Linked DNA regions of Mus musculus: regions 2, 3, 4, 5 and 6 are each linked to region 1. Evidence: chromatin contacts called from public ChIA-PET, Hi-C and HiChIP or PLAC-seq data. All regions are on one chromosome and are shown on one strand. Each heading gives the region's core, a stretch centred on a gene start, on an enhancer-like site or on the middle of the called end of the contact. The rest is flanking DNA. Distances are from core to core; before and after follow the strand shown. Region 1 holds the start of Tnks (tankyrase, TRF1-interacting ankyrin-related ADP-ribose polymerase). Region 2 has its middle 5.5 kb from the start of Gm34853. Region 3 has its middle 8.7 kb from the start of Gm45301. Region 4 holds the start of Ppp1r3b (protein phosphatase 1, regulatory subunit 3B). Region 5 overlaps Gm34705 (a long non-coding RNA gene). Region 6 has its middle 40 kb from the start of Gm34647.

The links. Hi-C and Micro-C count contacts between places; a contact is called where the count stands out from the background. ChIA-PET counts read pairs in DNA pulled down with a chosen protein or histone mark. HiChIP or PLAC-seq counts read pairs in DNA pulled down with a chosen protein or histone mark.
Region 2: an RNA polymerase II ChIA-PET map of effector CD8 T cells shows a contact between it and region 1, with 29 read pairs. The contact joins the enhancer-like site here to the promoter of Tnks in region 1. A contact is called at or near these places in 7 of 39 promoter capture datasets (the 3T3-L1 cell line, the C10 cell line, the HPC-7 cell line and 4 more), 2 of 484 Hi-C or Micro-C datasets (CD8 T cells and the MNK3 cell line), 12 of 115 datasets of contacts at active chromatin or transcription factors (the 230-238 cell line, bone marrow-derived macrophages, effector CD8 T cells and 9 more) and 1 of 9 other capture datasets (liver).
Region 3: an H3K4me3 HiChIP or PLAC-seq map of bone marrow-derived macrophages shows a contact between it and region 1, with 4 times the contacts expected there. The contact joins the enhancer-like site here to the promoter of Tnks in region 1. A contact is called at or near these places in 5 of 39 promoter capture datasets (the 3T3-L1 cell line, embryonic stem cells, hippocampal neurons and 1 more) and 4 of 115 datasets of contacts at active chromatin or transcription factors (bone marrow-derived macrophages, craniofacial prominence, embryonic hindbrain and 1 more).
Region 4: an H3K4me3 HiChIP or PLAC-seq map of stem cell-derived neural progenitor cells shows a contact between it and region 1, with 45 read pairs. The contact joins the promoter of Ppp1r3b here to the promoter of Tnks in region 1. A contact is called at or near these places in 7 of 39 promoter capture datasets (the 3T3-L1 cell line, cranial neural crest, embryonic stem cells and 3 more), 4 of 484 Hi-C or Micro-C datasets (cardiomyocytes, embryonic stem cells and myocytes) and 11 of 115 datasets of contacts at active chromatin or transcription factors (acute myeloid leukemia, bone marrow-derived macrophages, craniofacial prominence and 7 more).
Region 5: an H3K4me3 HiChIP or PLAC-seq map of embryonic limb bud shows a contact between it and region 1, with 4 times the contacts expected there. The contact joins the enhancer-like site here to the promoter of Tnks in region 1. A contact is called at or near these places in 2 of 39 promoter capture datasets (the 3T3-L1 cell line and hippocampal neurons), 3 of 115 datasets of contacts at active chromatin or transcription factors (bone marrow-derived macrophages, embryonic fibroblasts and embryonic limb bud) and 1 of 9 other capture datasets (adipose tissue).
Region 6: a Hi-C map of liver shows a contact between it and region 1, with 2.7 times the contacts expected there. The contact joins the enhancer-like site here to the promoter of Tnks in region 1. A contact is called at or near these places in 1 of 39 promoter capture datasets (neutrophils), 1 of 484 Hi-C or Micro-C datasets (liver) and 2 of 115 datasets of contacts at active chromatin or transcription factors (bone marrow-derived macrophages and forebrain).

The regions. Positions count from the first base shown.
Region 1 is chr8:34,964,036-34,967,242 of GRCm38.p6, reverse strand. It overlaps Tnks (tankyrase, TRF1-interacting ankyrin-related ADP-ribose polymerase), which reads left to right and starts at 1,553. Exons shown (of 27, transcript NM_175091.3): 1 at 1,553-2,229. The coding sequence starts at 1,578.
Region 2 is chr8:35,429,438-35,432,644 of GRCm38.p6, reverse strand. No RefSeq gene overlaps it. Among named protein-coding and RNA genes, the nearest start is that of Gm34853, 5.5 kb to the left of the region's middle. Within about 2 kb of position 1,749, at least 92 of the 459 cell types and tissues checked have an H3K27ac peak or open chromatin away from gene starts, as enhancers often do. A contact at or near this core is called in the 230-238 cell line, CD8 T cells, the HPC-7 cell line and 6 more, where this site is marked.
Region 3 is chr8:35,399,267-35,402,473 of GRCm38.p6, reverse strand. No RefSeq gene overlaps it. Among named protein-coding and RNA genes, the nearest start is that of Gm45301, 8.7 kb to the left of the region's middle. Within about 2 kb of position 1,478, at least 41 of the 459 cell types and tissues checked have an H3K27ac peak or open chromatin away from gene starts, as enhancers often do. A contact at or near this core is called in bone marrow-derived macrophages and microglia, where this site is marked.
Region 4 is chr8:35,374,948-35,378,154 of GRCm38.p6, reverse strand. Ppp1r3b (protein phosphatase 1, regulatory subunit 3B) reads right to left here and starts at 1,493. Exons shown (of 2, transcript NM_001364452.1): 1 at 1,402-1,493.
Region 5 is chr8:35,347,408-35,350,614 of GRCm38.p6, reverse strand. Gm34705 (a long non-coding RNA gene) reads left to right here. Exons shown (of 5, transcript XR_378885.3): 5 at 1,578-2,026. Among named protein-coding and RNA genes, the nearest start is that of Gm34705, 19 kb to the left of the region's middle. Within about 2 kb of position 1,779, at least 38 of the 459 cell types and tissues checked have an H3K27ac peak or open chromatin away from gene starts, as enhancers often do. A contact at or near this core is called in embryonic limb bud and hippocampal neurons, where this site is marked.
Region 6 is chr8:35,299,700-35,302,906 of GRCm38.p6, reverse strand. No RefSeq gene overlaps it. Among named protein-coding and RNA genes, the nearest start is that of Gm34647, 40 kb to the right of the region's middle. Within about 2 kb of position 1,711, at least 30 of the 459 cell types and tissues checked have an H3K27ac peak or open chromatin away from gene starts, as enhancers often do. A contact at or near this core is called in liver, where this site is marked.

The sequences.
Region 1 (3,207 bases), core at 304-2,803:
GAACCCAGACTAATACACAGAGTGAGAAAACTTACAGGGAAAACTCTCACCAGACTATGAGAGTTTGTGCAGCCGATTGCCACGAACGCCAAGGAGCAGAGACAGGACAGATTTTTGAACTGCTCTTTTCAAAGTGTCTGTAATCTGAGAGGACAGGATTAACATTTTAGAGACTTGCTTTACCTGTTGTCTCTGCGCTAGCAAAGCAGAAGAAAGAAGTCAGTCATTCCAGAGTACGGCCACGTCTCTCATGTCATGTGGTCTGCTCAGTCTCCGAGATTCTCGTCTGGTGCTCCCCCTCCCCCACCCCGCTCCCCCATTGCTCATTCCTGTCCCTTCTTATTCTCTGTCTAGTTAGGTTTGCATACTCCCAATGCCAGTGAGTCTTGCATGCCTCTCAGAGCATCCTTAGTCAGATTTAACTCTGAAGAGACAAACCAAGCGGTGTGTCCTCCTGACCCACTAGCATAGTTGCGGCCATTTTGTTCCATGCTTGCCAGCTATTTCATATTGTTGCTGTAATATGCCTACCAGCCTTTGACATAGAAAAATAGTTTGACTCAGAGAAGGGTCATGCTGGTCACATCCCCTGTTATGTTCTGTATGTCCTGAGGTTTGTTAATCTTAAGGAATTCCACAAAGCTTTACATAGGGCCCATCAAATTAAAGGTCATTATGAACTGTTATGTCAAAAATGGCTTAAATCAGACCTGATCACCTGGCAGAACTTCCTGCACCTGAGAAAGATCTCATTGTCGTTTGTGTGTGTGTGTTTTCCTTTATAAGCTGACAGAAAAAGATAATGTAGTTCAGATAATTCTGAGCTATGTCCATGATCTAATCAGTATTAGGGTATAAATTCAATAATCCGACTCTCAGACCCCAACACTGAGCTATTGACAGTGTGTATGTGCATGGATTCCTTTCTCCGGTATTAAGTACAAATGCTCTTAGAGAATAAAGTTCCCTTATCCTTCCCTCCTGTCCCGTGTCAGAATGAGACGTAAGAGACAGTACAAAGAGACAGTAAGGTGGAGAGATATCTAACACTGCATTTAAAAATATTCCCAATGTGCTAATTATAATTATTCTTCAGAGCGTTTGTATGCATTAGCTCACTTCATTCCTGCAAACAACTTTGTGAGGTGGGTACTATTAATTCCATTTTCGGACGAGGACGTTTGGTAGATGTTTGCATAAGTTACACTTTAATAGCTTCTTCTGAAGGGAGACACCGCAGACTGACGGGTACCCGAGGGAAGACTGAAGCCGACCGAAGCAATCCCGCAGAAAGTGAAGGAAGGCAGAAGTTTCTCAGACAGGTAGTGGCTCACCACAACTTTCAAATCTGCCCAGCCAGCCCGCCAGGGCGTCACAAAAGCCCGTCGCTCCACTACTAAGCCACGCCCCCAGGCTGGTTGTTCTCTGAGCTTCCAATACTTCCCTTCTTCTCTCGGACTCCACCCACTTCGGCAGGAATCATTTCCGGGTATGTTGGATCCCGATTGGTCCAGAATCCGGAAGTGAGGGCGGGCGGTGGCGCCGTTGCCGCAGTGACAGTACGGGGGAGTGGGAAGATGGCGGCGTCGCGTCGCTCTCAGCATCATCACCACCATCATCAGCAACAGCTCCAGCCCGCCCCAGGGGCTTCGGCTCCGCCACCGCCACCTCCCCCGCCGCTCAGCCCGGGCTTGGCCCCGGGACCCACCCCTGCCTCGCCTACGGCCGGCGGCCTGGCGCCCTTCGCCTCCCCGCGGCACGGCCTGGCGCTGCCGGAGGGGGATGGCAGCCGGGACCCGCCCGACAGGCCGCGATCTCCCGACCCGGTGGACGGCGCCGTCTGCACCGTGGCTGCTCCGGCCGCGGTCCCGGCAGCTTCCGCCGCCGTCGGGGTCGCTCCCACCCCAGCCGGCGGCGGCGGCGGCGGCGGGAACAACTCCGCGTCGTCCGCTTCTTCCCCGACTTCGTCTTCGTCTTCCTCCCCGTCCTCCCCTGGCTCGAGCTTAGCGGAGAGTCCCGAGGCGGCCGGAGTTGGCTCCACGGCAACTTTGGGAGCCGGGGCGGCGGGCCTCGGCCCGGGGGTCCCAGCCGTGAGTGGGGCCCTGCGGGAGCTGCTCGAGGCCTGTCGGAATGGGGACGTGTCCCGGGTGAAGAGGTTGGTGGACGCCGCGAACGTGAATGCCAAGGACATGGCCGGCCGAAAGTCTTCTCCCCTGCACTTCGCAGCAGGTCTGTCTGGGACTTGAGAATTGTGGTTTACGGGGTTCGGAGCGGAGGGTGGGTGATTGGACCCAGGACAAAGAAGTTACAGGTTGTTAGCAGGACTTCACCCCGAGAGCTGAAGTTTTTAGTGCATGGGTGGTGGGGACTTGGAAGCGGGGACGAGGTGTGAATTCACCCCTCAGTGTTTGCAACCGTGGTACTTCAACTTATGCAAACTCTGTGTAGCGGTCAACCCTGGATGTGGGCATGCTTAAAACTTTTTCAGTTCAGAGTGTGCCTGCCTGGGACAAGTTGCATTTGAGTCGCTTTAGGGACAGCTTTGTCGTTCGTGAGACAGTTTTGTTTTTGTTTTTGTTTTCGGCACGGTTTTGTCCCCGGAGGACAGACAGTCCCGGGCCAAAAGAAGTGTACGGTAACTCAACAAGTGTTTTAAGAATCTCTCATATTCTTAAGATACACAACGCAAGACAATGGGGTTTGTGAAACGTCACGTTTTCTATGAAGTCGACTGTCTGTTTGGAGAGACTACAGCGGGCCAGTCGGAGACAGTAGTGATAAGGGTATTGTGTGCCTTATGATAAGGGGCAGAGAGAGACAGAGAGCGAGAGAGAGAGCGAGAGCGAGGGCGCAGCTTTGAGGTCCATTGTGTATTTACCTTGTCTCTCAGCTCATTTTCTTAGAGACAAAGATGAGAGGTTGTTTGAGCAAGGATCTAGGAAGAAGTCTCTGGCGGGGAAACTCTCCACATAGGCACTGATTGCTAAATGCTGAACTGAACTTTTTTTTGCCCCATCCCCCTTCTGAGTATGTAGTTGTTTTCTTTTTGAAACGCAGAATATTTTTATAAAACACAGAAATGTAGAACAAAACTAAAAGGGCTGTAATCTCACTGCTTTGATACTTTTGGTTGATTTTTTTTTTTAAATATAGGTGATGCCCTTAAAACAGTACCTTTGAAGTGTGTACTTACACATTTATTATAAA
Region 2 (3,207 bases), core at 500-2,999, 470 kb before region 1:
CAACTCCCCACAGCAGAGTTCTAAGGTGACAAGGCTAGAAATGTCTTTGAACAGTGTTCCCATTTGTACAGTTCACTAGTTATCTGCCTTGCCAAAACAAGAAGCCCTGGGTCCTCCTTGCCCGGCTTCCTTCACGCCCACAGTTTGCACTTGGGACTTTAGTGTTGGAAGCCACACCCCAGTCATAAGACTTTGGCTAGGTCTGGGGCCTGGTGACAGTGGAAGGAGTAAGACGTGGCTTTGCTCACAGCTCTGTGAGATCCTTCTGGGAGCTGACTTAGCCACACATCCTTGAAGCTTTCCCTGTCTCTTCACTGAGCTTGGATCCAAGCGCCAAGCGAGGCACAAAGCTCTACCCTCGTGCTAAATATATCACCGGGTCTTCAGCACTTAGACAGTGATAACACTGGAAGGATTATTAAAAGCAGCAGAAACATGCTACTAAATCAAAGTTGTGTAAACTGTGCTATTGGTGCGATGTGGAATATTCTGTGGTGCTCATTGAAATGACGTCATAAAAGCATCCTTGTTGACACAGCTTTGATCCTATATTGTTAAGTGAAAGATAGCTTCACAGCCTCATTTTATCGATCTTTATCCTGGAAAAGACTAGCATGGTTAGCTCTTAGGCATAAGGTTATATTAAAACCTTGAAGTCTCAAAACGATTATGCGTACTAAGGACTTCCTTCTTGTCGTTTTTATTTTTAAAAAAATTCTGCAGTTGTCAGGTTGGACTTGTGTGATTATATATACGCTAATGCACATATATACATCAGAGCAGTAGGAGAACATTTTAATGGGTACATTTAGACACCCTACCTTCTGCACACAGCATCTTCCCCTTGTATCCGCATGGGGCATCAGGCCCACCAGGGTTCTGGATTACTCTACTTCTGCTAAGGTAGGATGAGACAGTGGTAGATACCTAGCACTCAGGTAGCTGAGGCAGGAGGTTGGTGAGTTTGAGGCTAGCTTGGGCTATAAAACAAAACAGTCTCAAAACAAAACAAAAACAAAAAACAAACAAACAAACAAAAACCAGCTGAAGGAAAAGAACCCAAAGGCTGGTATGCCCATCCCCCAGAACCCCTGCATTTCCCACAGAACCCCTGTGTGTCCCAGGATGGTCAACAACTCAGTTTGCCTGGACTGAGGGCTATCCTAGGCTACAAGATTTCCTGCGTTCACTGAGAAAGCCTAGGCCAATTTTGGGACCAATTGGTCAGTACTTCCCAGGCATAGAGGTTGACTCTGATTCCCTTCGTAGAATGCATTCTCCCACAGGTCTGAATTCTTCTGGTCTCAAAGCTAGGAGGGCATGAAGTTCAGCAGGTGGAGCAGGACTCAGAAACAAAACAAAACAAAACAAAACAAAACAAAACAAAACAAAACAAAACAAAACAAAACAAAACACTCTGCACTTTTGTCTCTGCATTTAGCCCAGGGCATGCTTTTGTTCTGTGTCTGAGCTTCCAGAAATAAAATGAAATAAAAGATTATCTAAATAATTCAGGACGAACTGGTTATTCAGTGAAGTACTTTCTCACATCCACTATTAAGGACTCCTTTTTTGTAGGCTGAAGCTAACGTTTATTCCATTCCTTTGGCTCTACGTTTTCCGGCTAAAGCTTTTAGCGTAAAACAAAAGAAGAAAGGGGTCAGGGACCGGAAGAGAAAAACCACAGCCAGTGTGGGAAGGAAACCTGTCGCAAGCGGAAGTCTGTGTTAACTGCACGGAGCTTCAATGAGGTTTGCCTGTGCGCCCCAGAGCTCAGGTTTGTAAACCGAGGCAAAGGGATGAGGGTGTCAGACGCTGTGACGTGTGTCACCCTTTGGCCACACTGATCTAGCTGTGGGACGTGACAGGGAGTGTCTGCCCAGAGCTGGCCTGGCTCACTCGGGTAGGTCATGTGGGTAGCCGATGGACCTCTCCGCATTTCTCTGTCTTGACCTTGGAGGTCAAGAGTGCAGAGTAGGAGAGCGCTGGCAAAAGTTAGACGTGACCTGTAGTTCATCCACTTCCGGTGTGCTGTTTGAGAAGTTATTTGACCTCACTATGAAATGAGTAATGTGAATGATACTCTTCTTACTCCACATTGATCTTTCTCCTCGCCAGACACCTGGGCACGATGAGACCTGCGGTCCTTTCAAGACAAGAAAGAAGCTGATCCAAGGAGTACAGAACAGCATTCGCAGCTCTGTGTGCACAGTGTCCTCTGAGCTTGGAATCCAGGACTTCTCCAATGGGAAACCTTTTCTTTTCTTTTCTTTTCTTTTCTTTTCTTTTCTTTTCTTTTCTTTTCTTTTCTTTTCTTTTCTTTTCTTTTCTTTTCTTTTCTTTTCTTCTCTTCTCTTCTCTTCTCTTCTCTTCTCTTCTCTTCTCTTTCTCTTCCTCGTCTCTTCCTCGTCTCTTCCTGTCTCTTCCTCGTCTCTTTCTCGTCTCTTTCTCTTCTCTTTCTCTTCTCCTTCTCTTCTCTTCTCTTCTCTTCTCTCCTCTCCCCTCCCCTCCCCTCCCCTCCCCTTCCCTTCTCTTCCCTTCCCTTCCCTTTCTCTTCTCCTTTCTTTTCTCTTCTTTTCTCTCTTCTCTTCTTTTCTCTTCTCTTCTCTTCCTTCTCTTCCCTCTCCTCCCCTCTCCTTCCTCTTTCTCCCATCTCCCTCCCCTTCCCTCTTTCTTTATTTTTTTGGGACAGGGCTTCTTTATGTTGGCCTGGCTGTCCTGGAACTCATTCTGCAGAGCAGGCTGGCTTCAAACTCAGAGGTCCACCTGTCTATGCTTCCTAAGTGCTGGGATTAAAGGCATGTGACACCACTAGCACCACTACTACCCCTTTGTTAGCTTGTAGTTATTGTACAAAATATGGAGTTTCATGAAGACATTTTCCTACCAACAGATGATGTACTTTGGCCCCCCACTGCCATTACCCTCCCTTAACCCCACCCACCTTCCCCTGCTAGCCTTCTTCTACTTCTCTCCACACCAGAACTTTAGATTTATCTTTGTTTTCCAAGACAGTCTCCTATGTAGGATTTCTTGTGGCTCATGAGCTGCTTTTGCAGAATGCTGGGAAACTGGTTTGTGTGAGGAGAGAGGACAGAGGAGCCCTGGGCACACGAGGACTCCCAGTTCCAGCTTCAGAGCAAATGAAATCAGTCTCTGTGCTATCAAAGATCCCCGGGCCACAGATTTCTTCAATGCCCTTCCTAC
Region 3 (3,207 bases), core at 229-2,728, 440 kb before region 1:
AAGCTCTCCCAATAAACGTGTGCAGAAGGATCCTGTTGCAGCGTCGTTCTTCCTGGCCAGTCGAGCGTGTGCAAGACACACATATATATATATACACACACACACACACACACACACATACAAGTATGTGCACATGCCTCTCTATCCACGCTTCTGTCTCTGGTTATCTGAATCCTGTCATCCTTCCTGCCTTTATTTGCTCCCTGCCCTGTGCATACACATTCTCTCAACTGCATACCCATTCTCTCAACTGCATAGTGCTGCCTCTTGCCCTGAGCCCATGATGCCCATACAGGACCCACTGCTGCACCTGGTTTTGCTCCTTCTTCACCCTAGACACTCTCACATAGGTGCTTTGCCAGCCCAGTGCCTGTGGGGGTGAATTAGGATAGAAAGGGAGGAAGCCAAAAATGTTCTTTCTCAGTTAGAAGGAAAAACAGGGAGTGGCTAAATCAAGACTGCTTATAAGGCTCCACTTTAGCATGGAACCTGGAAGGCAGCCGGCCCGGCTACCAGGATGACACTAAGGTTGATATAAAATAGGTCTTAAGTCCTCTAAGTCTGCTTTAGAGCTGTGATCATGGCCAGGAGGGTGGGAGGAGGTGGTATTTATATATTCTACAGTGTATTTTGGCCCCATCTCTAATAGGAATGGGGCTGTCAGCACTGGTTTTAACACTGCTAAGTCAGCAGAATGCTTGTCAACTGGTCTAGACACGCACGGTGCCTAACGAAAATGAGAACAAGAAACAATTGATTTCTCAGCTGTACGAAGAGGCTGTTCTCATCCTTACAGGGCAGTCTTGCATGACAGTCATTCATCTCACTCACATGCCAATGAAGACCCACCACCACCATCACACACACTAAATATAAAGGGTGCTCACACAGAGGGGTTCAGCTTGTGATACACTAACATCAGCCCGTCCATCATGGTTATGAGAACCGTCTTCTGCGGCCACCAGCAGATTAGAGCAAAATAACCATCTTGGAGAATAGTGATTGTGGCTACGTTGGCATCTTCTAGGCACCCACAGCTCAGATCCAAGTGCTGGCAGGCAGCACACTGTTTTGGCCTCTTTTAACAATATCACTAGACAATAAATATATCCCTACTTTTAGGCTTCACTGTCACTTGGATGAGCTCCCATTTCCTATCAAACCCTTCTGGATGAAGGCAATTTCCTTGAGGGCGAATGTGAGAATTGGTAGACTTCCGTAGTCGCACACAGCCAGTTACAATTAGGAGCTACTTGTACCCCAACAGTGGATAACTCCAGGTTTTGCCAGCTAGACTATGAACTATAATGGCGAGTGATGGTTTGTGTCTATTTTTCTCCGGTCATTTTTTTTCTTAATATAGATAAGACTCAATTGATAGCTACAAACAAGAGAGAGGAGGAACCACGGCCCTCTGTATATCACCTTCTCTTCTTTCATCTGTCTTTGCCACCTTATCTGCCTCGTGGGTTGACTGATGCTGATGTAGGCAGATGCTGATGTAGGCTGATACTGATGTAGGCGTAGAAAAGGACTCATTGCTGAAATGCATTACTTTAATCTCAGCCCTGAGAAGCCAGACATCCCGGGTCAGGATACAGTCCGGACATGAGTTCTAGGCTGGCTTCTGCCATTTCATTAGTTTTGGGTTTTCAGTGGCGTTCCTAAACTCCCTGGAACGCAGCCTTGCAACTGTAAAATGGAAGGTTGGACAGCGTGATCTCTCAGCATCCATCCCTCTGCAGGTGCTTACTCAGGCCTTACGATCTCTCAGCATCCATGCCTCTGCAGATATTTACCCAGGTCTTACGATAAAGCCACATCCTGTCTAATAGCACAAAGACAGACAAGGAAAACCCGGAAACGTGGCCTTTGCTAATACAGGAAAGGCCGTCATCTGAAGACTGAAGTTCCGCCTTTGGGTTCACTGCCTGGTTGTTTCCTGAAGTTACAGAAAGAAAAGCAGAAGGCACCAAGAGCTGCTGCATCGCTAGCTCGGGGGACAGCCAAAACATAGACACCCTGCATCTACTACTACCTTCTACTTCACTTTTACAGCTCTAGAGAACTCTGTAACCACCCAAGGCATCCTTCCCACAGTGATGGAAGATGGCAGTATCTGGCAGGCCCCATCACTTCATGGTTTGAACTCGATGTTGTTGTTGTTGTTTTGTTTTGTTTTTAATAAAGTGCAGTGTCACAACATTTATACTAAAGGATCATTAGCCAGATTTCTTTTGCACAGTTGCTTTTTGTTTTCTTTTTGAGAAATAAATTTCCATTCCTGAAATATGAGCAAAAGAACTTCTCGTGTTCTTCTTTTCCCCTCTCACTGTAAACATTGGCTACATTTGTTGTAAATGTAAACTGTCTGAAATATACTTTGGAAATTTATTTCGAAATTACTGGCATGCATGTCTGATGGGCCTTGAGCTATATCTAAGAAGTGAGAATGTTGGACCTGCAAAATTATATACTGTCAAAGGTAAAAAAGACAATAGGGAATATGAAAATCAATGTTTTTTTTTCCAGTTGCTGTTGGAATAGTTTAATGGGTCTTCAAATGGCTTTGATGTGACAACCAGTATTTTATGGATGTAATGGAATAGAAAATATCAGACTATATTATCATACCTAGTAAAGTTTTGTTTAGGCAAGTTTTGACATATTTAAAATATATCAAAGCTACTGAAGTATGTAAACAAACCATGCACAGTAGACAAATATATTCATTTATGTAAGCATGATTATTTATGATTGATTACTTTGATGTCCTGTTTAATTTAGACATTGTCTATGGAAAATGAAAATTGAAAAAAAAAATTAAAATTTTATTGAGTGTCTAAATGTATACAAATCTATGTAAAAATAATTCACTGAATTATTGGTTATTAGGCTCTATAAGTATTAAAGGTATTCAATTTGTAACTTTAAAGCTATAAGAAAGAATTCTACAAGCATTTAAAAAGGAAATAGCAATTTTTTGTATGAGCTTCTCCTACACACACACACACACACACACACACACACACACACACACACACACACACCAGAAAAGAAGGGATTAATACTTCTTGTTTCATTTTACAAGGCTTGTATTGACTTGATACCCAAATCAGACCTATATCACTTATAATTTTATACACAGAAATCCTCAACAAAATATTAATATCCTAGTTGGTGTTTCTGGTTAACTTGACACAAGAT
Region 4 (3,207 bases), core at 244-2,743, 410 kb before region 1:
ACATCTTCACAGCCACACACTCGTGTATGTACTGAAGTCCTTATTCTGTCTCCAACACTGCCCCAGGCTTTCCTTCTACCGAGGAAACAGGCAGTAGCAGAGACCACCGATGCACATTTGAGCCGGTAAAGCGACACAGGACCTGGACACAGTTGCAGGACAGGATCCCAGGAGCCTAAGGAGCTGTTTCCCAAGAACAATCACACACCCTGCTTTCACGTGGGTGCCTCAGAAGTCAACTGCCTCTGAAGAGAGCTTGGGCCAGGTTTGGGACGCTTGCAGAAATACCTTCTGTGTCCTACTGAAATAATGTGGTCTTTCAAGATGCTGCCAGCCTTAGAAGGCCAGTAATATTTCTTTTAAGCTTGACAAGTCTGAACAGAAAAACAAAAACAAAAAACCAAAAAAAAAAAAAAAAACCAAAAACCAAAAAAAACAAAAAACAAAACAAAACAAAACAAAACAAAAAAAACCAAAACCCACAACCTGCCTAGCTTCAGGCAGTTGAGCGACTGAGTTTCTGACTGAGACCTTCTTTCTGCAACTCTTCCTCGCTGATGTCAAAACCAAGTTAACAATAACCCACCGCAACACTACATTAGATAAATATCCTCAACCAATTCAAGACACCACCATCCACTCCTCCCCCCCCCTTTCAGCAAATCTCGGTTCTCTCCCCAAATGTCTAGCTGATACTTTTATATGTATGAAGTTGACATTGGCCCCCTTTTGTATACAGACCCTAATTATTACAGTTTTAATGTATACACCCCTCAATCCTTGAAGAGAAATGTTTTTGAATAGGGCCGCATAATGAGCAGTCAGGTAGCTTTGAATGAGGCAGCCCACACCAGCTAATAAGGGCCAAAGACAGCAAGAAGCTCAGGCCTAAGAAGGCCTCTGCCCAGCTGAGCTTTAACAAACGAAGAACTCTCCGGGTTTAAGGGTTTCTTCTGAGGTCACTTGCAGCTTTGACCTTCAAGGTTGCTAATAGGGCCCCGATGCTTCTCTTTCTACTAACTTTCCCCTAAATGGCCCTAGTTTACTTCAGCTGTCTCTACTTTCTCCCTGGCTCCTGGACGTTCTTGCCAAAGGGACCAGTTCCTTCCCTGCCTAGGCTGAAGAAGCCTTTCTTTCTCCTGGACCCGCAAGCTGAGACAGGGCCACATTCCAGCAACTCTGCAAGTTCCCCCACTCAAGTCTTTTTCAACTTTCTCTGTTTCCCCGTGGGCCTGCCATCCCCTGTTCTGAAGCTGCCGTCCGGTTCAGAGCCTCTCCTCTGGGTTCAAAACGGTAGCTGTGAACAAGTCCCTGGGGGAAGGTCAGCGAGTCCCCATCCCACCAGACACAGGGTGTGCCTGCACCCGCCCTCGCCCCAGCTTAGACTGGGTCTGCACCTACCTCTCCCGGCGGCGCCGCAGCCGGGGCCGCTGCTCGCTGGCCTCATGGGAGAGCCTGAGAGAAGTGTCAGGGTTGATTGCTGCCACTGAACTACGTGAGCGTCGGGGTGTCCCGGGGGTAGGGCCTGGGCTTAGTTCCCGGAGACGAACAAGGAGGAGGAGCCCAAGTTATCACATCAGGGCGGGACCTGGCGGCGGGACAGCCCAGATGGGGGCAGCGCCTCGCGAGCACCCCCACGCGGGCTGCCCCGTTCCCGGGTGGAGCTCGCCTCGAGCCCATTGCCTTCCGAGACCCGAGACGACACAGCGTGTGCCTCTTGCCTGTGTGCAGCAAAAGGAGATCTGAACCTAAGTGGGGAGTAGTAGGGACTGGTCCGCACTACTTGATGGAGTCAGGGCTGGGACACGGGTTTCTCGCGTCTATTTCGTAACGGGAAACTGAAGCCCCGGGAGCTTGTATTTGGACTCCAGATTCTGCCACAAAAAACTAGAATTATCTTCCAAAGTGTCACATCTCAGGTTGGGGATGTGCCACGTTAGGACTCGAGACATCCTTTCTGTTCAGGACACGTTTCGCAGGCTAACTCGCTTAGGGATCTCGGGGGTCCCCTCTAGGCTCCATCCCAGCTCCGGTGCCTGAGATGTTTCTGCACGCTGAAGCGACAAGCCACCCGAGCCCAGCTAGGGGATTCTACTACCTGGGAGTCAGTGTTAGTGGGACAAATGGTAAGTGTCGGAGAACTCCCCCGCGTGCCCCTCACCGCAGATTTCCTGGCTCTGGACCTTGAACTAGAGGCTTGAGGAGGTACGTACCCGGTACCACTCTTGAGTACGGAGGGGAGACCCTTCAGCCCGCCCCACCATCTGAGCTGGGTGACAGTGACAGCAACCACGACGGCAAAAGTGGGGCAGGCACTCGGCTTGGTCCACGCAACAGCAGCCCTCTCACCTGCTCACTGGATTGCAGCACTCTGGATTCCAGCTCCAGCAATCTGTGGCTCACTTTAACTTTCCAGCCACCTCTCCCCACTAAGGGTGCTATCCAAGACCACCTTACCCCCACCCCCACGTGAACGCAGGACTCAGCCAATGAGCTTCCGGGACATGAGCCGCAGACCAATAGCTACACTTGGGGCGAACAGCACTCTACCACGTGATCTGCAGTGTGTGGCGAGTGACAGGGCTGGAGTCCAGGATCTGGGAAGGGGACAGCGGGTCACAATTTCATCAGGAACCGGGGTACCCATGCCAAGGGGTGGAGGCGATTTCCTACGGTAGAAGGTCCGGCTGTAGAGAGACGGACTGAGGAGCACAGGCTGTGTGCAAAGTTCCCCACTGCTAACAAAGTTCTAGCTAGATGGTAGACTCCCAAGTGTGGAAGGCAGTGTTGTCTTTCCTTTGGCCCCTCCTTCTCCCGCCCTCTTAGGACAAAAAGCCCCAGGGTTCACAGATGGCCATGACCTTCTCAGAATGCCCAGAAGCAAGTGTTCTCTCCCCATTTTGATTTTATCTGCAGCAGTAGTGTCCCAAGCATTCACTGGATCTTGCTTTTGTGGCTGTTACTCTAGCAAAATCTTTCCCTTAGCGATGTTATCTGGCAGAAGAGCATGACTCTCATGCTCACAGTACTGCACAGGTGAGAGAGGATTAGTAAGGTGGGTGTGTTTAGGAAACAGCCTGACTTCGGTCCATACAGTAGCCTGGAGTTCTATACAGGGTCTGAACACTTTAGGAAACAAGGATTCCTCTTGGGAAACCTATGGCCCTGAGCAGCCACTTGAGTGAGGTAGGCTCATGGTTTTCTACC
Region 5 (3,207 bases), core at 530-3,029, 380 kb before region 1:
CTGTTCTGTGCTCACACCCCAACCATGCAGTGTTGATTCTGTAGCACTCCATCAGACCTGGTTGCCATGGAGACTGACCCAGGTAGAGAGAGAGAGAGGGACTCTATCCCTTAATGGAGAGGGTCACAATACCAGGCTCCAGAAATACCACAAGAATGTTAGAAAACAGCATCTGCCACATCCTTGGTCTCAAAGCTTTGTCCTACCATGAGTTACCAGCATGCCAAATGAACATTCAAACCCAGAGATTTCTGCAGCTCTCTGATAGACGCCCCCAGAGGCTGGAAAAGACCACCTGGACTCGCTGTGAGATACAGGAGTATCTACTGAACCACGAAGACATGAGATTTTCCAGAGTCTCTCAAAGATAATGTTGGCCCACTGGCTGCTGAGAAGGGAAGGGAAATTTTTGCGCACCATGTTGAAGCTGCCACAAACAGCTCTATGGCCTTGGCCACTTGTGAATTGCTTGTTTCACGTGTGAACCCAAGATACTCTTGTGTCTGCACTAATTTGTGAATTGTGAAGCAAGCAAGACTCCACCATGTCCAAAGAGTTACCCTAGAGCTGTTGCAAACTGTGTGGTTGTTAACTGGTTCTGGGTTTTGTTTGTTTTATTGTGAAATTGTTTTGTTTTCACTCTGTAGATCAGACTGGCCTCTGACTCACTGAGATCTACCTGCCTGTGCCTCCCAACTGCTCAAGTTAGAGACCGGTGACCACGCCCCGTTCTTTTTTGTTTGTTTGTTTGTTTGGTTTGGTTTTTGTTTTTTTTTTTTGTTTTTTTTTTTTCGAGACAGGGTTTCTCTGTGTAGCCTTGGCTGTCCTGGAACTCACTCTGTAGACCAGGCTGGCCTCAAACTTGGAAATCCGCCTGCCTCTGCCTCCCAAGTGTTGGGATTAAAGGCTAGGCCTTTAAGGCTGCTAGGCCCCTGGCTCCCAAGCCCCATTCTTTACATAGAATTTGCATCTGTCATTATTGCAGTCTTCAGCCTCCACTTTAGGTGGAAGTGGAGAAAACCAGGATGCAGAGGAAGGAAAAGTAGGAGAGAGAAGGTGGGCAGGCAGAGAATTGATCACTGAACCCTGTAGTGGCTCTGCCTCTCCAGAGTGGGAACCTCAGCTGGCCTCCTGAGCAAGACAAGGCAAATTTAATAAGCCTGTCAGCATGTCTCCCCCCTCACCACACACACACACCCCAGAACAGATGGTTGCTCTCTTCCAAGCTACACTGTTTAACATAACTCCCCAAGTTTACCAGGCCTTAGATACCCATTCCAGGCAAGGAACTCCAGGGAGGACACAATTAAATCACAATTTTTATGTTATTGATTTGGCCTAAGTTGATATGGCCCCATCTGGTTGAAATAAAAAATGCATTTTTCCTGTTGTATAGCTGCCTAATAATAACAAAAATTTCTGAATTTTTAAAAAAAATATCCATTTTGCATCCAAACACTGATGATTCAGTTCCCTGGGAGTTTTAGGGGCAAACAAGTGAATTCCCTTTTGAATACTAAAGCTAAACTAAATTCAGTTTAAAATTAATTTTAGGCAAATTAATATTCATTTTTCAGGAGCGAATTTCCATTTTAAATTGCATCATGGTGAACTCTCCCGATTTCAGTCTCTGCACTAAGCTCATGCCAACATCCAGAGGAAGAGGCACGACATGGAGGCACAGCATCGTGATGCAAGGCACGACACAGAGGCACAGCAGCGTGATGCAAGGACAGCTCTGCTGCTAACCGAGCTTCCAGCTTTCCCCGGGCTCTGCACGCTGGCGGGGAGTCCAGGAGACTTCTGCTGATTCATGGATGATTCGGTTCAGACTGCTTTCCAGTAGACTGCTGGAGATGAAACCGCCAATAAAACACCAGCCACCCCAGTTTATGAGAGCTCTTTTTTTATTATAATGTAATACATATGTTGGGGACAGCTCAGACATAGCATGTGCTTACAATGTGTGAGACCCTGGCTTTGATTTCAGCACTGAAAATAAACATATTAAAAACATCAACTCCAACACACACATACAGTGTCTCTATGTTGAAGACTATTTGGAGGTTTAAAAAGAACACACACATACTCCTAATATAACTGCTGCTTGCGTTTGTATGAGTATAGTCTGTTAGTACTTGTACTAATTTTCTTCTTGGGGATACATAAAAAGTGCAGTTATAACGTCAGTTTGAAAATACAAATGGTGCCTTCACCCTAGGACAAATAGCTAAAGGCTAGAAGACTTAGAGCTTCCTCAGAGCACTGCAAAAGCAGAGGCGGGTGGTGGAGTGATGCAGACAGAGGAATTGTGGGTTGAGATACCCTCTTGAGCTTGTGTTTGTTATAGTAAGATGTTCACCAGCCTACCCATCATATCCACCAAGACACACACGCACAGCAGTGTCATCCATGAGGCTACAAGCAATGATGTGAACATCTCAGATCACACATCACCACTGAAGCCACTTCTAAGGAGTGTCGGGGTAGCCTTGTAGCTTCCGGCAATGTAGGCCATGCTACCTTGCATTCATTCTTTCTGCTCTCTAGGTTTCTTCAGTGCTACCTGGGATGCTGCTGCTTCTTGTTTGGTACAAACGCACCGATTCTTCTTGTTTGGTAACTTACAAACGCACCGATTCTTCTTGTTTGGTAACTTACAAACGCGCCGATTCTTCTTGTTTGGTAACTTACAAACGCGCCGATTCTTCTTGTTTGGTAACTTACAAACGCGCCGATTCTTCTTGTTTGGTAACTTACAAACGCGCCGATTCTTCTTGTTTGGTAACTTACAAACGCACCGATTTGTTTGTTCAGTGCTGGGACTTGGGCCTTACGCATGTTTGTCATGCTCACCTGCTCTGAGCTGCACCTCGAGCCCCATGGAGCTCCAACTCTAGGTCATTCTATCATTCAGAATGGTGCAAAGACAGGTGAACCTTTGTAGATTTGTTCAGATATTAACCATCAAGAAATAAGGAAAATTTAAAGAACAACTTCTTGGTATGATATGGCTTGAATACAGAAAATTCCAGACCACAACATCACCACCAAACTCTTTTTGTAGAGATAAGAAATTCTTGGGGGATTATTTTGATTGGGTTATTTGGATTGTTGGTGCCTAGCTTCTTGAGTTCTTTATATATTCTGGATATTAGGTCTCCATTGGCTGTAGGCATAGTGAAGATCCTTTCTCAATCTTTAGGC
Region 6 (3,207 bases), core at 462-2,961, 340 kb before region 1:
CTTAAAGTAGAGTTGTTGTAAACCCCACTCCTCCATGAACATTTTAAAAACATCTACTCTGACTTCAAAAGTGCTCCTTATGGGCTGAATTTTGTCCCTCTTCCCAGCTCATAGGTTGACATCCTAACCCCCAGTATCCCAGAATGCAATTAGTTGGAGGAGACAAGGTTCCTTTGAACAGGTAAACTGATGCAAAATGAGCTCATATTCATGGGCCCCAATCCAAATATGACCTTATGAAGAGAGGTGGCCAGGACACAAATTCACCCAGAGGGAAGACCGTGTGAGAACACAGGGAAAAGATGGCCACCTGTAAGCCAAGGAGACCGGTTCTCTCAGAGAAACAACCTTAAAATATATATATATATATATGATCTTACTCAGCTGTCAGGGCCTCAGAACTGAAAAACCTGTTTCTGTGGTTTAATCTGTCCAGCCTGTGGCATTTTGTCATGGCAGTTCTTGTAAACTGATGCATGTCTCTGAGAAAAAAAGAAACTATTCTGTAGACAAGAACTACTCCATGAATGGATATATTCAAAGCCATGAGGACAAAGTAGAAATGGCATGTTTAAGGCCTTTTTAGAGTCCTAGATGACACATTTACCTTTTTGTTATGTGTTTGTAAAACTGTTATGTAAAAAAGGTACCCTGGACTGGGGAGATGACTCATCAGTAAAGTGTTTGTTATGTAAGTCTGAGGAACTAACTGAACTCAGATCCCCAGCACCCACATAAAACGTTGAGTGTGGCAGCTTGTGTCTGTCATCTCAGCACTGGGGACGCAGAGGCAGAGGATCAAGCCAAGCCGGTGAAGTCCTAGGTTCAGTGAAAGACTGTATCTCAAAAAAGTTGGGTGGGAAGCAATGGACACCTGACAATGACTCCTACACACAAGAATACACATGCACACACATGTGCACACATCTGTATATATAACACACATATGCATGAAGAAGGAAGGGGAGGAGGGGGAGGATGAAGAGGAGGATGAAGAGGAGGAGGACCAACTATATTGAGCCAAGTGAAGTCACAGGTTTACAGTACTAGCCCTTTGGAGGATGAAACTTAATAACCATCCTGGACTATATAGCAAGACCCTGTTTCATACAAAAGAAAAATAATGTCATGAAACAATTGTCTATTCTTGGAACAGAAGTTTTTGACCCTGCCCCACTAAGGACAATTATGTTGGGAGATGCTCCGCAATGACTGCTGATACTTAGACTCCATCTCCAGAATCGCTGGATAGCAGCTTGTGTTAGACATCCAGCCCCCAGACCAGGGACTTCTAATGAGTGCCTAGGGTTGGGGAAAAAATAGTTGGAAACCAGTTAATTAGAGAAAACGCTGACAATTAAATGTTTGCAAAGGGAGTCATTCTGTTTTATCTCTCCAAAGATCCAATTTCATACACCACCGTACATTGCTCTAGCACTGTGAATACACTTCGCCCTCCAAGTATGGCTTCCTTTCTCCTGCCCCTCGGTCCCTGGGGAGCTGGTTGATAATGCTCTATGGAGCGAGAACAGACGCCACTTAGTAACGTCTTCGCTACTGATCACGGCAAGTTACAAGTTTCAGGGCACTGTCTATGCAAAGAAGAAAGTGCATTTGGAAAGGGGCGCTTTGCAGCCCACATCCCCCTAATTAGCAACTGGGCCCTGTTGGCCTCCTTTGGTGGAGCTGGGGTGACAGCCAGTTCCCTGGAACTTGGCAGCCAGTGAAAGCCTATGGGTGCCAATTAGCTTGAGCTGCCTTCAACCCTGAGCTACTTAATGGTGGCTTTTTAATGTTTGTTGGTTTTTCATTAAAGATTGATCTGACTCTGTGGATTTCTAATGTCCTTTTATTTGGTAAATCAATCTTAGCCTGGCAGTGTCACATGCACAGGAAAACTTTGGCTGGAAGTGACTTTTGAAACTCAGTTGCAGAAGAGGGATGGAGGGAAGGATGAAGGTGAGATGACAGGCCAGGCTCTCCTCCAGGATGTGGAATACCCAAAAGACCCCGAGTCCCAGTTCCAGGAAGAGGGTGGCAAGAGGTGATCCCATACAGCTGCAGCAAGGGCAGGCATTGGAATTCTGTCCTTGTCTATGTGGCTTTGCAGTGACTGTCTGCATTGTTAAGAAAGGAAAATGAGCGACAGAGAAAGAGATTTGGCAACTGTACACTCAAGTTTCACTTCAACCTTGGTGTCTGGCAACCAGGACGTAGATGGGTTCAGCAAAAGTGCTTACCTGGTCTCTTGAAAATTCTGATTGGCTCAGCCAGGCAATCAGCCTAAACAATTGGATGGGGTCCCTTTGGGATAACTCCAGAGGAGTCTCACCCTTGGCCAGGCTCCCACCTCTAATTTATCTTGTTCGTAACAAGATATCCTGACAACAACTTTTGGCAGGAGCTAGTGAGGGAAGGACTTGTTAACAAGCCTGTCTGGTAACCTGCTCCAGGTGCAGCTGTTCTGTGCTCTATTAGAGCCAAGGGTGTTCAGCTGGGGTACCCTTGATTATCCGGGGCTCAAGATCCAAGGAGGAGAGACCCCTATGCACATAGCTAAGAGAAGAAAAATAGTTATGGTCTGTAATCCAATCCACCAGGGACTGGGTAATTAAAAAAATATATGGCTCATGTTGAAGAGTATTATTTATATTATATATTAATTCTATGTAATTCTATGTGTATAAAATTATACATGGGCATTGAATCACAGTAATTATTAAAACACACAGGTAGAAAATTGACAATAGTGTGTGGTGACACTACCCATAAAATATATATGTCATACAAATAATTACATATGTACCTGTGATTGTGTGTCTGGTGTCATAATAATTATCAAGACACACAGAGAAACATCTGAAAACCATCTATTCAGAGGGCTAATGTTAGCCTTATTGTGCGCTTGAGTGCCAAATATATATCTAATGTCCTGTTTCCAGGGGTTCAACAGTAGTGTCTAGTTAAATATCAGGTTCACTGGGAATCTTGGAGAGTGGAGACTATTGAACACTCTCTGGTTAACTCTGGGCTTACTAGCAAATGCCCTCTAATGCACCCTGATGGCATATGTGTGAAATGCCTCTGTCTCTTTACCTGCTTTCAAAGATGCATCTCCAAGAGAAGCTTGGATCCCAAATTTGCTCCGTTCACACCTCAGTTCCACAGGTTACGTCACAGGTTTTATTTCCCACAGCAGTACATTGT